Regions from separate parts of the Sus scrofa genome. Here region 1 is linked to region 2. Evidence: chromatin contacts called from public Hi-C data. All regions are on one chromosome and are shown on one strand. The core of a region is the stretch at or near the end of the contact, and the rest is flanking DNA. Distances in the headings are between cores, read along the strand shown.

What was found. A called contact is a pair of places that touch in the nucleus more often than the background predicts.
Region 1: a Hi-C map of liver shows a contact between it and region 2, with 2.9 times the contacts expected there. The contact joins two enhancer-like sites. A contact is called at or near these places in 1 of 5 promoter capture datasets (liver) and 5 of 47 Hi-C or Micro-C datasets (epiblast stem cells, liver and skeletal muscle).

Annotation. Positions count from the first base shown.
Region 1 is chr13:86,328,262-86,331,475 of Sscrofa11.1, forward strand. No RefSeq gene overlaps it. Among named protein-coding and RNA genes, the nearest start is that of PLOD2, 180 kb to the right of the region's middle. Within about 2 kb of position 1,315, at least 4 of the 83 cell types and tissues checked have an H3K27ac peak or open chromatin away from gene starts, as enhancers often do. A contact at or near this core is called in liver, where this site is marked.
Region 2 is chr13:86,267,153-86,270,713 of Sscrofa11.1, forward strand. No RefSeq gene overlaps it. Among named protein-coding and RNA genes, the nearest start is that of PLOD2, 240 kb to the right of the region's middle. Within about 2 kb of position 2,294, at least 1 of the 83 cell types and tissues checked has an H3K27ac peak or open chromatin away from gene starts, as enhancers often do. A contact at or near this core is called in liver, where this site is marked.

The DNA.
Region 1 (3,214 bases), core at 65-2,564, 60 kb after region 2:
ATGCCAGACAAAATACTTTTTATGGTCACAGCCACTTGTAATGTTTTTGAATATTTTATTCCATTTGTATGTCCCCATTTCACACTATAACTCAAAGAATTTGTTTAATCTGTTTGGCATTTCTTTCCCTTCTTTTAATTAAGATATAAATTACCAGATACTTTCTGAGGACCTGAATACTGTTAGGCAAATGACATAAAATGGGAAATGTTAACTTTATGTTCAAAACACTATGGTTTAGACCCCAATGCAATTTTACCTCCACTCACCTCAGTAGATTGAAATTTCAGGTTTCCATTTTTAGAAGCTCCTTTAGTTTACCCATCACTGCAGACAGGGCATCTGGCTGCAATAAAGGAACATTGGTAATAGTGACAAAAATGGCTTCCAACAGCTAAAACCAAGGACATAGGAGAAAAGATCTTTTTTAAGTCATTATAAAACTGTCTTAATCCTTTCTGGAACAAGGTAGGATATAAATGAAGTCATCTCTTTTTCTTTCCTTAGGGGAGGAATGCATGCAGCTCATATTCTCACAATTTGAAAAGGAAATTTCTTCATTTTATTAAGGGCTTTATCTTTCTTTGCTTACAAAAACAGTGGACAGTACAAATTTTTCTGTAGCATCCAAATTTTGAAATCTTTCCTGGTCCCTAAACTTAGTAAAATTTGCCTTGCAATCACTATAGCACAAGATAAAAATATAAGCCATTGAGATGTCAGAGAGTGTGAAATTCCCAGAGAGGTGTTAATAGCCTCCAAGAGTCTCAGAATCAATTGACCAAACCCTCCTTCCAACCCCCACCAACTTTTCCTCCAAAATTGACTATGATGGCTCCATGCAGCTGTGCAGCTGTAGCCACGACAGCACTGACTCCCTGCAAAATGGATCCAGGCTAGAATGCAGACATCTCTTTCCTCTATATTATGTAGAGAAAAATCCATCTTCCCCATCATTTTCTCAAACCAGAAGAGGTGGAGAAAGGCATGTGCCTTTGCCTGAGGAAAGACTTCTAAAGGACCTAGAAAGCAACAAGTTTGAAATGAAAACTGAAAAAAAAAAAAATCAGTATCAAGAAATATTAACAAGAAGACCGATACCCAAAACTCATCACTGTCATTTCACCTTAGTTAAACATTGCATACCCTAGGATCCAACTATCCAAAGGCGCTTATAACCATTTATTCTTTCAATAAATGTTTATTTAATGCTTAAATTGCTTCAAGCAATATTCTGTGAATAAAGCAGACAATGGCTCCTGCCAAAACAGAGCTCAGTACTTAGCTGGGAAGGTACATGTTAACACACCAGCCCCCTCCACTTTCTGAGCATCCTCCCCCATCCCCGATCATGACCTTTCTCCCTGCCAGACACCTGGGACCCATTACATACTCTCCCTTTTCTCTCATTCCAGTTCCTCTTAGTAATTGACTTTTGCAGATCCTTGCTCCTAAAGCTGCTGTCTGTACAAACAAAGTACTCTTGGGAAATACTACCATCCCTGGTGAGACTGGTGCTGCCTGAAACTAAATTTAAAGACTGAATACATAATCTAATTTTTTTAATTCCATTACATTTTTTAATTTACTTGTGTTCTTGTCAAGCCAGGGCAACTTATCATGAGTTTATTTTAACTTTCAGTATATCCCCGGCCAATAGTTTTGCATTTTTCTTATTTCCTCCTTCTCAATTTTGATTAAGGTCTCATTTACTTTCCCTGAATGCCTCCACATTCTTTCCATTTTCCTCTGATTATAGAAGTCTTCATTTCTCTGCCTTAGCAGCCAAACCAGGTAAAACAAAGAAAGGAATGATTTCCAGATGGAAAATATGATAGGTCATGTTCGGTGCTTCATGCCCAAACACATTGCTTTGGTAACTAAATATACCCCATGCCTCTTTAAATATTTAAGCTGAAGAAAACAGACCCAACTCTAAAATGAGCTTAAGCTTGAGCTTGAAAGGCCACCACCTGCCAATTTTCAATCCCATATTTCAGGAAGAATTCTACAGAAACCCATTACTATTGCTCAACCTAGTAAACATTTAGCCAAAAGTTGACCAAATAGCCTTTTGGTCATTTATTATATCAGAATGAAGGGAAAAGGCCATGGGAATTGTGTAAGACATACTTTGGAATGGGAACATTTCCCATTTTCCATTCTAAGATATCAGAGGGACAATCATTATTTTACTCAATTGAGACATATTTTAATGCATGCAACAACTGATTTTAGAGTAAGTATTAAGAATATGGCCAACAGCCAAAACTATAATTAGTTAAGGTAAAAAACAAAAAGGCCTGGAAATTCAGAGGTAGTGGAGCTGTAAGTGACAAATCAGGAAGAAGTGGAATTCTGGAGAGCAGAATGTTGCTCATGAATTCTAAGCTTTAACTTCTTACATGTTTATATGCAAGAAAACATCAAGAAGAGAAAGCTGAAGATTTATGCATATTTCATTTTAGATATCACAAATTTTATCCATTTTTATGAGGTAGGTTTCATAAAGTTTATCTTTTCATAACATTTAAAGCTCTCAACATAATATAACTTTTCCTTGACTCATACAGAGATAATAAAATTATACTTAAAAATATCTCCTCCTCACCTCACTTCAGAAAACCATGGTGGCAAAAGAAAGAAAAGGATTTTATAAAATTTGAGGGGGATTTTGTCTAAAGTCAATGTGCCAATCAACATTCTTCTAAAATATGCTAATTATTAAACTTTCTTATGCAATGACTTATGACTAACTGCCTAAATGAATGATTTCCAGGTCTTCTGTCATATTCAAATGTTAGGAAGAAACTATACACATTATTTGAGCCATGTTCAAGTGGTAATAATGACATATAGTTCCAAATTGTGGCAAATTTAAAGAAATTTTTCTAAAACCATTAGGTATGTAGAGTTAATCTGTTTCATGACCTACCATCCCTCTTCTGAGACTAGAAGCTCAGAGTCTAATTTTATAATATCAGACATGTTTGGCTTCAAATAACTCAAAATGCAACTAACTGATTTAGGCAATAAAATCACTAAATCATGACACACATCAAAGGCCTAAAAGTAGGAGTTTCCATCTCGGCTTAGGGGAAAAGAATCTGACTAGTAACCATGAGAATGCAGGTTCAATACCTGGCCTGCAGGTTCAATACCTGGCCTAACTCAGGAGGTTAAGGATCCAGTGTTGCTGTGAGCTATGGTGTAG
Region 2 (3,561 bases), core at 1,044-3,543:
CTCCCTGAGTAGGAAAAAAAGGTGTTTCCTACTGTATATATAACATTTATATGAGGGGCAAGGAAGAGCTGTTATCTAAGACATTGACCTAGGGAGTTCCAGTTGTAGCTCAGTGGGTTAAGACCGACTAGTATCCACGAGGATGTGGGTTCGATCCCTGGCCTCATTCAGTAGTTTAAGGACCTGACATAGCTATAAGCTGTGGTGTTGTTCACAAACGTGGCTCAGAACTGGCATTGCTATTGCTGTGGTGTAGGCCATCAGCTGTGGCTCCAATTCAACCCCTAGCCTGGGAACTTCCAAATGCCACAGGAGTAGTCCTAAAAAATAGAAAAAAAAAAAAAAAAGTAGCTGACCTAAGAAACAGTAAATAGCTGAACCTCTAATTAAACTAAGTCAAACTAGCAAAGATGGACCTGTGGTTAGAGCACTATCCCATGACTAAGAGACTGTTGGAACAATGGTAACAGGTCAAAACTCAAATATGAAGGTTCATCTAATATTCCAAACCCCAGACAGCTATCATGAATGTAACATGAGAGTCAAAATGGGGAGAATGCCTGAGCCAAGCCTATGCTGACTACTTGAGTCTAATAATTAAGAAAATATTTTAAAATTTCTTCTTAAGATGGATGACTGGAAAATAATTTTTCCTCAGTGTCTACCTATACCCAATTTCTTAAGCAATTGAAAGCATTTGAACCCACAAAGGCCAGCATGGCATAGTGGTGAATATATTCAGTCTGCAGTCAGACTCTGGATTCAATCTTTGTTGTGTGTCTTAAGCAAGTTGCTTAATCTCTAAATATGTAAAATGGGACTCATAAAAGCATGTATTTCAAGGCATTATTATGTTACTTAAATAATTAATTAGTTACAATGTGCTTAGAAAAATGCCTGTGTGCATAACATAACTACACCATCCTCAGATGTCTCTTCCATAAGGAATATTTTTAGCAGGTTATTATTATTATTATTATTATTATTTATTTGCTTTTTAGGGCTGCACCTGCAGCATATGGAAGTTCCCAAGCTAGGGGTCTAATTGGAGCTATAGCTGCTGGCTTACACCACAGCTCATGGCAACACTGGATCCTTAACCCACTGAACAAGGCCAGAAATCGAACCTGAAACCTCATGGATACTAGTTGGATTCGTTTCCATTGCACCATGATGGCAACTCCGAACTGATTATTTTTAAGAAGCAACAGAGATGGGAGACACAGGAGAAACTCTGAAAACAGAGTAGAAGTTACCCCTTTGCAAGGTAAGTTTACATTTATGAAGGAAATCTCCATTCATTTCTTCCTCTTTGTACCAGTAAGAAAAAGATACCTCAAATCATAAGAAACTCTTACCTATGGAGAAGGCAGGACTTAACATCTGCACAACAATCTTAACCTTGGTGTTTTTCATAACTTCCTTTCGCTGGCTGCCCTCAACATCATTCTTTTGTCTTTTACTGAAAGTAATATTTAAGGTGATTGCTCGGGTTATTTCAGGGAGTTTTACTCATTTTTACTGCTTGTCGCCCAAGTAAACATGAGATATTCATGCTTTTAAACTTCTGTTTGTTTTCCTATTGTTAATCTACCTTTTATTACAGAGGGATCTCAGCCAAGAACATAAAAGAGTACAGGGAAAATTATTTTTCTTCCCCCATGCCTAGTACATAATAAGTACTAAATAAGTTTTGTTAAATAAAGAAAAAAAAAGAAATATTGGAGTCCCTGCTGTGTTGCAGTGGGTTAAGAATCCAGCATTGCCACAGCTGTGGCAAAGGTTGCAGCTGCAGTTTGAATTTGATTCCTGGCCCAGGAACTTCCATGTGCCAGGGGCACAGCAAAAAAAGGAAAAGAAAAGAAACCAAAGGAAAAGAAAAAAAGAAAGAAAGAAAAGGAAAGGAAAAGAAATAAAAGAGAAAATAAAAGGAAAGAGGAGTTCCTGTTGTGGCTCAGTGGAAATGAATCTGACTAGTATCCATGAGGACACAGGTTCTATCCGTGGCCTCACTCAGTGGGTTAAGGATCCGGTGTTACCATGAGCTATGGTGTAGGTCGCAGACGCAGCTCAGATCTGGTGTTGCTGTGGCTATATGTAGGCCAGAAGCTACAGCTCCGATTTGACCCCTAGCCAGGGAATCTCTATATGCTATGAGTGTGGCACTTAAAAAAAAAAAAAAAAAGATAAAAGAAAGAAAGAAATCTTAAAAGAAGGTCAAGGTTTGGTTCTGGATTTTGTTCCACTGAAGTGTGGACTCAAGTGTAAACATCTATTACTGATGTCATCTGTTGCCAAATATGGAAAGATTGGCGTGATAGTCAGTTTTATTCATTAACTTGGATAGGATGTTGTACCCAGTTTTAGGGGAGAAGAAAATAATTTTCCCTCTACTTTTCTAAGTTCTCATTTGGGAATGCTATAATAGAAGACAGGTAAACAAGAGAAAAAAAACTAACAGAAATTTATTAATATGTCTACCCATTGTGTACATGGGAGACATCCAGGGGGAAATGAGTAACTCTTAGGGATAGCTTAGAATTCAGGTTTAAGTCCCACCTTTATTTCTTTATATATTTATCTATTTATGAATTATATCTATTTATTTTGAAAAATAATTTAATGTAAAATGAATATAAAGCATTAATACAGGAATCATGATGCTGTGGCAGCACAGATAAACTGTCTCTGCTATGATAAACCTGTGGTCTTTTTTTGTTTTTTTTGGTTTGTTTTTGTTTGTTTCTTTTATTACAGTATAGTTGATTTACAAAGTTGTGTCAATTTCTTTAACTTAAAAACAAAGGATAGAAGTGTGTCAGGGGAGCTAGTAGACAAAGTATAGTAGACAAAATTAAGATTTGTTATGCATAAGTCCATGCTGTCTCCATTGTAAGAGTTTCTGATGATTTAACCTATCTATATATATCCTAATGGCTCTGATTCTCTGGTAGAACCTTGATTCATCAGTTGTCAAAAGTGCTGGGCCAGATAATAGATTTTTTTGCTGTACTTAAAATTTATGCCTAGATGAGCAGAAGAATAAACCAACTCAGAGATAATTGTGTCACTACTATTGAAAGAGGACAAGAACCTAATTTAATGGTTGTTCTTGGAGTTAACCATACATGCAAGCATTTTTTATGCAGAAACACATCACTTGACCAATTTATACCAAGGTGAAACTCACCAGCATCCAGCTAGTGAATTCATAACCACCAATCAACCACACAGAGAAAAATATTGTCACAGGGTGACAGCTGATTGAGTTTCCTATGAGCAGGGAGATGGGATAGAGGTGGGGGAAGAAAGAGGTTGATGAGAAGTTAATCACCACTGTTGAATTTCACTTCTGTAATGAGTCACCTGAATGCTACTCTTTAGGAAAAAATAATCAAACTGACATAGCTCTGTAAATATCTGAGTGACAGCAAGAGAGAACACATTTAAAATGAAGAAATAAACTGGAAAAACCAGAAGCCTATCAGTTTTACCTTCACCCCTCAAGACAGGGCCCAGCAAGTAAGGTCCTACTGGGTATTTATGCCCTTATTCTAGTTT